Regions from separate parts of the Sus scrofa genome. Here region 2 is linked to region 1. A link is a contact called in public Hi-C data. All regions are on one chromosome and are shown on one strand. The core of a region is the stretch at or near the end of the contact, and the rest is flanking DNA. Distances in the headings are between cores, read along the strand shown. Region 1 overlaps TGFBR3 (transforming growth factor, beta receptor III). Region 2 overlaps TGFBR3 (transforming growth factor, beta receptor III).

What was found. A called contact is a pair of places that touch in the nucleus more often than the background predicts.
Region 2: a contact with region 1 is called in a Hi-C map of fetal heart ventricle, with 1.8 times the contacts expected there. A contact is called at or near these places in 3 of 47 Hi-C or Micro-C datasets (adipocytes, fetal heart ventricle and heart right ventricle).

What each region holds. Positions count from the first base shown.
Region 1 is chr4:125,191,509-125,194,641 of Sscrofa11.1, forward strand. The region is part of intron 1 of TGFBR3 (transforming growth factor, beta receptor III); the gene reads left to right. Among named protein-coding and RNA genes, the nearest start is that of TGFBR3, 56 kb to the left of the region's middle.
Region 2 is chr4:125,264,840-125,267,972 of Sscrofa11.1, forward strand. It overlaps TGFBR3 (transforming growth factor, beta receptor III), which reads left to right. Exons shown (of 18, transcript NM_214272.1): 6 at 1,849-1,996. Among named protein-coding and RNA genes, the nearest start is that of TGFBR3, 130 kb to the left of the region's middle.

The DNA of each region.
Region 1 (3,133 bases), core at 188-2,687:
AGTTTGCTGATATTTCGTTGAGGATTTTTGCATCTGTGTTCATGAGAGATATTGGTCTCTGGTTTTCTTAGAGTGTCTTTGTCTGCTTTTGGTACTAGGGTAATGAGGTAGAATAAGTTAAGAAGGATTCCCTGTGCTGCTGCTGTCTCATGAAAGAGGGTGAAGAGGGTGGGTGTAATTTCTTCCTTAAATGTTAGGTGGAATTCACCAGTGAGTCCATCTGGGGCCAGCATTTTTTAACGAAAAATTTCACCTTACAGAGATCCAGATCTGAGTCTGAGGCCTTGGGTGACTGGGGGAACCTAGGAAGAATCAAGTTCATTGAAGTTGCTGTCCTGTGCTTTAAAATGGGGTTGAGACATCATCTTGTGGGGCTGTTGGAAGGATACACAGCACCTAGCACTGCCCGGCCTAGAGCGAGCACTTAACGGGAGCTGTGTGTGTGTGTGTTTATGACTTCCTAGACCAGATGGACATTGTGTGTTGAACTGGTGAAGGCACCCTTTCTTCTCTACCCTTGGAGGGTGGGGGGCTAGTTCCTGATTTCCCCTCCCCTTCCTTTTGCTTTCCTTCCTTTTCCTCGTCTTCTCCTTGCTCATCTTCCCCCCTTTCCCTTTCTTCTCCTTCTTCTCTTTCGTCTTTGGCTTCACCTTTTTGGCTCGAGGATGTATTAATCACATGTTATTACGGCTTTTTTCTTTTTTAAACTTGGAGGAGAAGAATGCCCTAAGGAGCCTCAAAGCCCAGCCCTATGCTGTGTCTGAGGGTCCAGGGCTCCCTGTACTGAGGGTGTGTAACACCCGCCCCAGGGGGGCTCTGTGAAGTGTGGCTGTTGTTTCACCTGATCAGAGTGTGCTCTGTGCCTTGCTCTCTCTCCTTTGACCTTGGACCCTGCCTCCTAACTCATGGCTGGTGCTGCAGCTCGTGAAGTGGGCTGTGTCCTGTCTTGGACCCTGGTAGGACAGAGAACAGAGACTCTTAAGGCAAAGAGCACGTGTCTTCAGCTGGGGCAGCCCCTCTCTGCTTCTCTCCCTCTTTGGGGAAGACCTGATGCTCTGGTTAGTTACCAGTGAGTTTGTGCTCTCGCCCAGTGTGGAGATGAGGGATGTGGGGCCTTATGGGAGACCCTGGTGGGTGCTGGTGGCATATAAGGCAGATTGCCAGCCCTGTGCAGGTGTGCTTTGGGCAGCTCTCCAGCCCTGTCAGAGCTTCGCACCTACATACAGAAATGAAAGTGAAAAGTGTTTTTGTTTGTGCTTAATTTGTGACAAAGACGAATTCGTGGCAGGAGGCTGTGAGGCAGGTCAGGAGGGCCTCCTGGTGTGGGAGCAGTCGCCCCTGCTCATCCCGGAGCCAAGGAGGAGCAGGGGACGATTCCTGGAGCTCTGCGGTGGGGACTACATCCGGCGTCTGACTGCGGCTGGTGAGGGCAGGAGGGTGGCGGGGGACCCGCTCGGGGACTCCAGGGACCCCTGTGTCCGGTACCTTCTGCCTTCCCCTCAGAGAGCAGCTGGGCACGGGAGGGCGGTGCGGAGGGTGGCAGTGACTCTTTGAGAAGGCACACACTTCGTTTCAGACCAGCTGACTGTTATCAGCCTAGATAATTTCCCTGAGTTCTGAAATAGACTTGGCACACCGGGCAGGCTGTCTGCTTATAGGACCGCAGTGCGGCGGCAGGAGTGCCTGCTTGTGACCTGTGTTTGCATTTGCAACTCGGGCTGTCATCCTGGAGGGACTTGTCTTGTGTAGACGTCAGGAGGAACCAACTGGAGTGCATTCAGGCCTTTGATCGGCTTTCATCTGGAAGGCTGTGGTTGAGAATATGCCATGGTGTTCTGTCTCCAGGGCGCGATGGGGACAATACCAAGCTTACAGAGGTGTGTGAGGTTTAAGTGTCGCCACTTCCTTCTTGTTTCTGGATGGCCCTCTATCAGTTCAGCTAATGGACATCCCATTACTGTCCAGTCTGTCTCCCACGTTAGCTCCTCACAACCAAATCCAGGTCCCTAATCACCAATCAGAAAGGGGGCATTTTTTTTTTTTTTAAAGCTCAATGATTTTTTGAGCATCTCGTGCAGGTGGGGCGCTCTGGTGGGTGCTTGAGGATACAGAGAGAGTGACCCAGAGCTCCCAAGGAGCTCACACTGGACTGGCAAAGACAGACATGTGCACTGGTGGTTACAGTGCAGAAAATGCGACAGCAGAGGGGGCAGAGACGTTACAGGGGACAGAGGAAGGGGTGTTGGTTATAGGCGTGGAGAAAGAGCAGGAAAGGCTTTGGGAAAAAGGAAACAAGCTTGGATGAAGACATGGAGTTGAAACCTTTAAGCCACTTGGGCTTTGCTGGAGGCGGGAGGGCTGAGGCCAAGAGACAGGATGATCAAGAAAGGCCTTGTGGGAGTTCCCGTCGTGGCACAGTGGTTGACGAGTCTGACTAGGAACCATGGGGTTGCGGGTTCGATCCCTGGCCTTGCTCAGTGGGTTGGGGATCCAGCATTGCTGTGAGCTGTGGTGTAGGTTTTAGACGCGGCTCAGATCCTGTGTTGCTATGGCTGTGGCAAAGGCCGGCAGCTGCAGCTCCAAGTAGACCCCTGGCCTGAGAACCTCCATATGCCATGGAAGTGGCCCTAGAAAAGGCAAAAAGACCAAAAAAAAAAAAAAAAAAGAAAGGCCTTGTGTACCAGGCTAAGGCACAGGCTTTATTCACGGGCCACGTGCCCAGAGATGGGAGGCGTAGGACTTGGCATTTGGAATAACCCTTCAGTGAGGACCACCCCGCGTTAGGTGAAGGCAGTTGTAGGACTTGAGACCAGAGACGCCTTTTAGGAAGCTCTGCAGTCGTCCAGGGACAGAGACAGTGAGGGCGGATGGAAGTAGAGTCGGGGGTGGGGGGATGGCTGGATTTGGGATTGCAGTTCTGGTTGATTAGAGGGAGGGAGAATGAGCAAGCAGGAGGTGGGTATGACCAGGCCTCTACTCTTTGTGAGGCTCTGCTCATGTCCTGCCCCTCTCGGCGGGGGGGGGGGGGGGTCTTTCTGTCCACGCCCCAACTGCTGGTGCCCCTCTGGCCCCAGTTGCCTCTGCTCCGTTCATCTTGCTTTTGTATGTTCTTAAGTTTGTTTGGCTTTTCCCT
Region 2 (3,133 bases), core at 287-2,786, 73 kb after region 1:
GCTTCACGCAGGCTTTGCGGAAGGGAGTCAGATCCCAGGGTATGTGTTATTGCTGCCTCTGTCTCTAGATGCCGTGTATGTCAGATGAGGTCCTGAAGCCTGACCTGGACGCCTTGGTATGGCTGTGCATTGATGGCTGCGGGGGACCGGTTCCAGGTCTCTCTCCGATACTCAGATCCAGAGATGCTCAAGTCCCTCATAGAAAATGGCATCGTATTTGCATATAATATTCTCCTGTATACTTTAAATCACCTCTAGATTACTTACAATACCTAATACGATGTACATGTCTTGTAAATAGTCGTGACTACAAAGCAAATGGCATATAAATAGTCGCCCGTACACGGGAAGGTCCAGTTTTGCCTTTTGGAACTTTGTGGAATTTTTTTGCCCGGGATTTTCTGCCTGTGGTTGGTTGGATTTGCCAGTGTGGAACCCGCGGGTACCGAGGGCCGACTGTACCATAGGACACCGTCACGCTTGCCCGTTGGTATCTCCTTTGACGGAGGTTATCCCTGATGAGAAAAAATACACAATGGACCTTATGATCAAACTTATCATTTTAACAACAGTATGTTTTTTAAACAAAATTCTGTTTCGAGTGTCCCCAGAGCACTTTTGCACACAGTATGTTTATTTCAAAGCTGTGTGTGGGGGGGGAGTGGCCCTTCATGGTGACACACCAAAGAGCCACTGAATACCATTGCCTCTCTCCCACCCTCAGCGTCCTGCACCAGGACTGGAAATTTAACTCTTCCTATCAAGAATGATGAGGGGATTTAAAATCAAAGAAAGAGAGGTAGACCCTTCTCCCACTTTGGGCTACGTTTCCTGTGGGCCAGTGAATTCAAACGTAACTTATATTGTGCAGGGATTGCACCGTTGAGCTTCTCATCAGACTTTGATTTCAAAAGTCAATAAATCAGAGATCAGTTTTGGTGAAGATTCCATCCTGTCCTGTGGGAAGGATTCCAGGGAAAATTAAAAGAGGGGGAAGAGATGCGATCTGGCACATGCGCTTAAAGATTAAGCCCAAGGCTTCCTTGGAGTCCATCATTCATTTTATGCTTCACGAGTGTGTAAAACCGAGATGGAAATAAAGACTTTCCCCTAAATCCAGAATGACGGAGATGCTATTCTTTGGTAAAAATCCTCTTTTGTGCTGGCTTCTTAGAAGTTTGGGTTGTGCTCATTAATTTTCCAGTGACCACTTGGTTGACATCTGGTTTTTTTATTTGTATAACTGTATATCCAGAATTTGGGGAAAGTAAATGCAGATAGGGTTTTGTAACAAATGCTAATGGCTTAAGCAAACCTTATATAAGTCAAGAAATTGTCTAGCCCTTGGCCTCTTATTCTACTCTGAAGGTACTTAACTTTTTTCTTTCGCCGCCATGCCTCCCTTTTCTGTCCACCCTGGCACCTTCTAATCACTGAACCGTCACCCGCTTCTGGTTTTGAAGGATTTTGAGCAGCTGGCAAATGAAAATGTTATACATTGAAAGTGTTAGAGGCTGAAAAGTGCAGTGATTCTGCTTCAAAAGTAAACTCTTTGGTGTGTCCAAGTCCATTTTAAACAGTGGCTGCATTAAGGAACCACCTTTTTTTTCCAAGGAGGAGAAAAATGTTAGGGTCTAATTATCTGCAGGCACATTTTCTATTGTTATGTAAAACTGTTTTGTTATGTGTGCACTAACAATCTGTTTTGCACATGTCATTTGCCTGGGACCCACTCCAGCTTTTTAATCAACTGGCCAGACACTGGGAACATGAAGACTTGGAAGAGGGGAGAGAGTTGCAACTTTCTGGCATTTGGGTCGTAACGCTGCCTTTGTTTTCCATTCACAGTGCTTTCCAGGTGGATATAATAATTGACATAAGACCTTCTCGAAAGGATCCTGAACTGGTCAAAAATCTCATCCTGATCTTGAAGTGCAAAAAATCCGTCAACTGGGTGATCAAATCTTTCGATGTTAAGGGAAATCTGAAAGTTCTCGTAAGTTGGTTGAGCGTGTCTTTGTTCTGAGGACTGGCAGTCTTTTGAGCCGTGTGGGTTATTGTTACGTTCGTGACGTTTCTCTCCAGGGTTTTTCACTTTATAAAAAATAGGCTGCTCCTTGACTTCTCCTGACCAGGGCAGGGGGTGTGGTGGTTAAAAATGTGGCCTTTCAGGTCAACACAGACCCGGATGTCAGTCCAGACGCTGCCATTTACAGACCGTGACCTTGAGCGAGTCCCTTAACCTCTCTGGACTCCGCTTGCCTCTTGGTGAATTTCCTGAAATGTATGCATGTGTTTTCCAGTCTTGGTGTCAAGACAGTTAAGCCTTTCGTGGCTGAGAGTCCTGCAGGGGCCTCAGGGTCATGGTCCTGAATGTCAGCCCCCGCTTTGGGGCTGGGTCTTTAAGGGGGTGTGGGGGTCACCTGACTCCAGCTTGTTGGGGCTTTGAGATAAATCCCTGTATTGGCATGTCTTTTGGCTTGCTTCTAACTTCTAAGGGTAAAACACAGAGAGTCACAGAGGTTAATGAGATGCTACTGGAAGAGCATCCCAGTGGTACCCTGAGCATCCATTTCTGAAACAGACTTAGTGTGCTTAGCTGGGCGGCATGGTAGGCAGATAGCAGCTGGTTTCCTCAAAAGTTGAATGCCGAAATGAATTTGGTAAAAGGAATCTTTTTCAAGTGTGTTTATAGAGATTTAACTATTTGACAGACTGTGGATCACATTAGGTTGAAAGTTAAAGAAGACGTCCCCTTCCTCATTTTTAAGAAGATAATGATCTCTTTCGCATTTTTTTGTGTTTGGGGGCTCCAATCTTTGTGCCTTGTCTTTTTAAAAACCTGTGGCCGGTTCCTCTTTCAGTACCTGCATCGAATCAGTTGGAATGGGTTTTACGTTGTCCGCATTTGGGAGAGGGGTGACTTGGGTGTCCTTATTGTTCCTTCGGGGGGATAAAGCGGTGGCAGAGCCAGCAGCCCCCTGGCAACGTCATGTACGAGCATCTGCCAGAGGCAGCAGCAAAGCCACCAGCACATGCATGCTAATTTTAAAGTAATCGTTTCTGGTTCCTGTGGGTTTGTTTGTTTGGTTTGGTTTTTTTGAAACTTTGGGAGGATCCCAATAAGCCATCC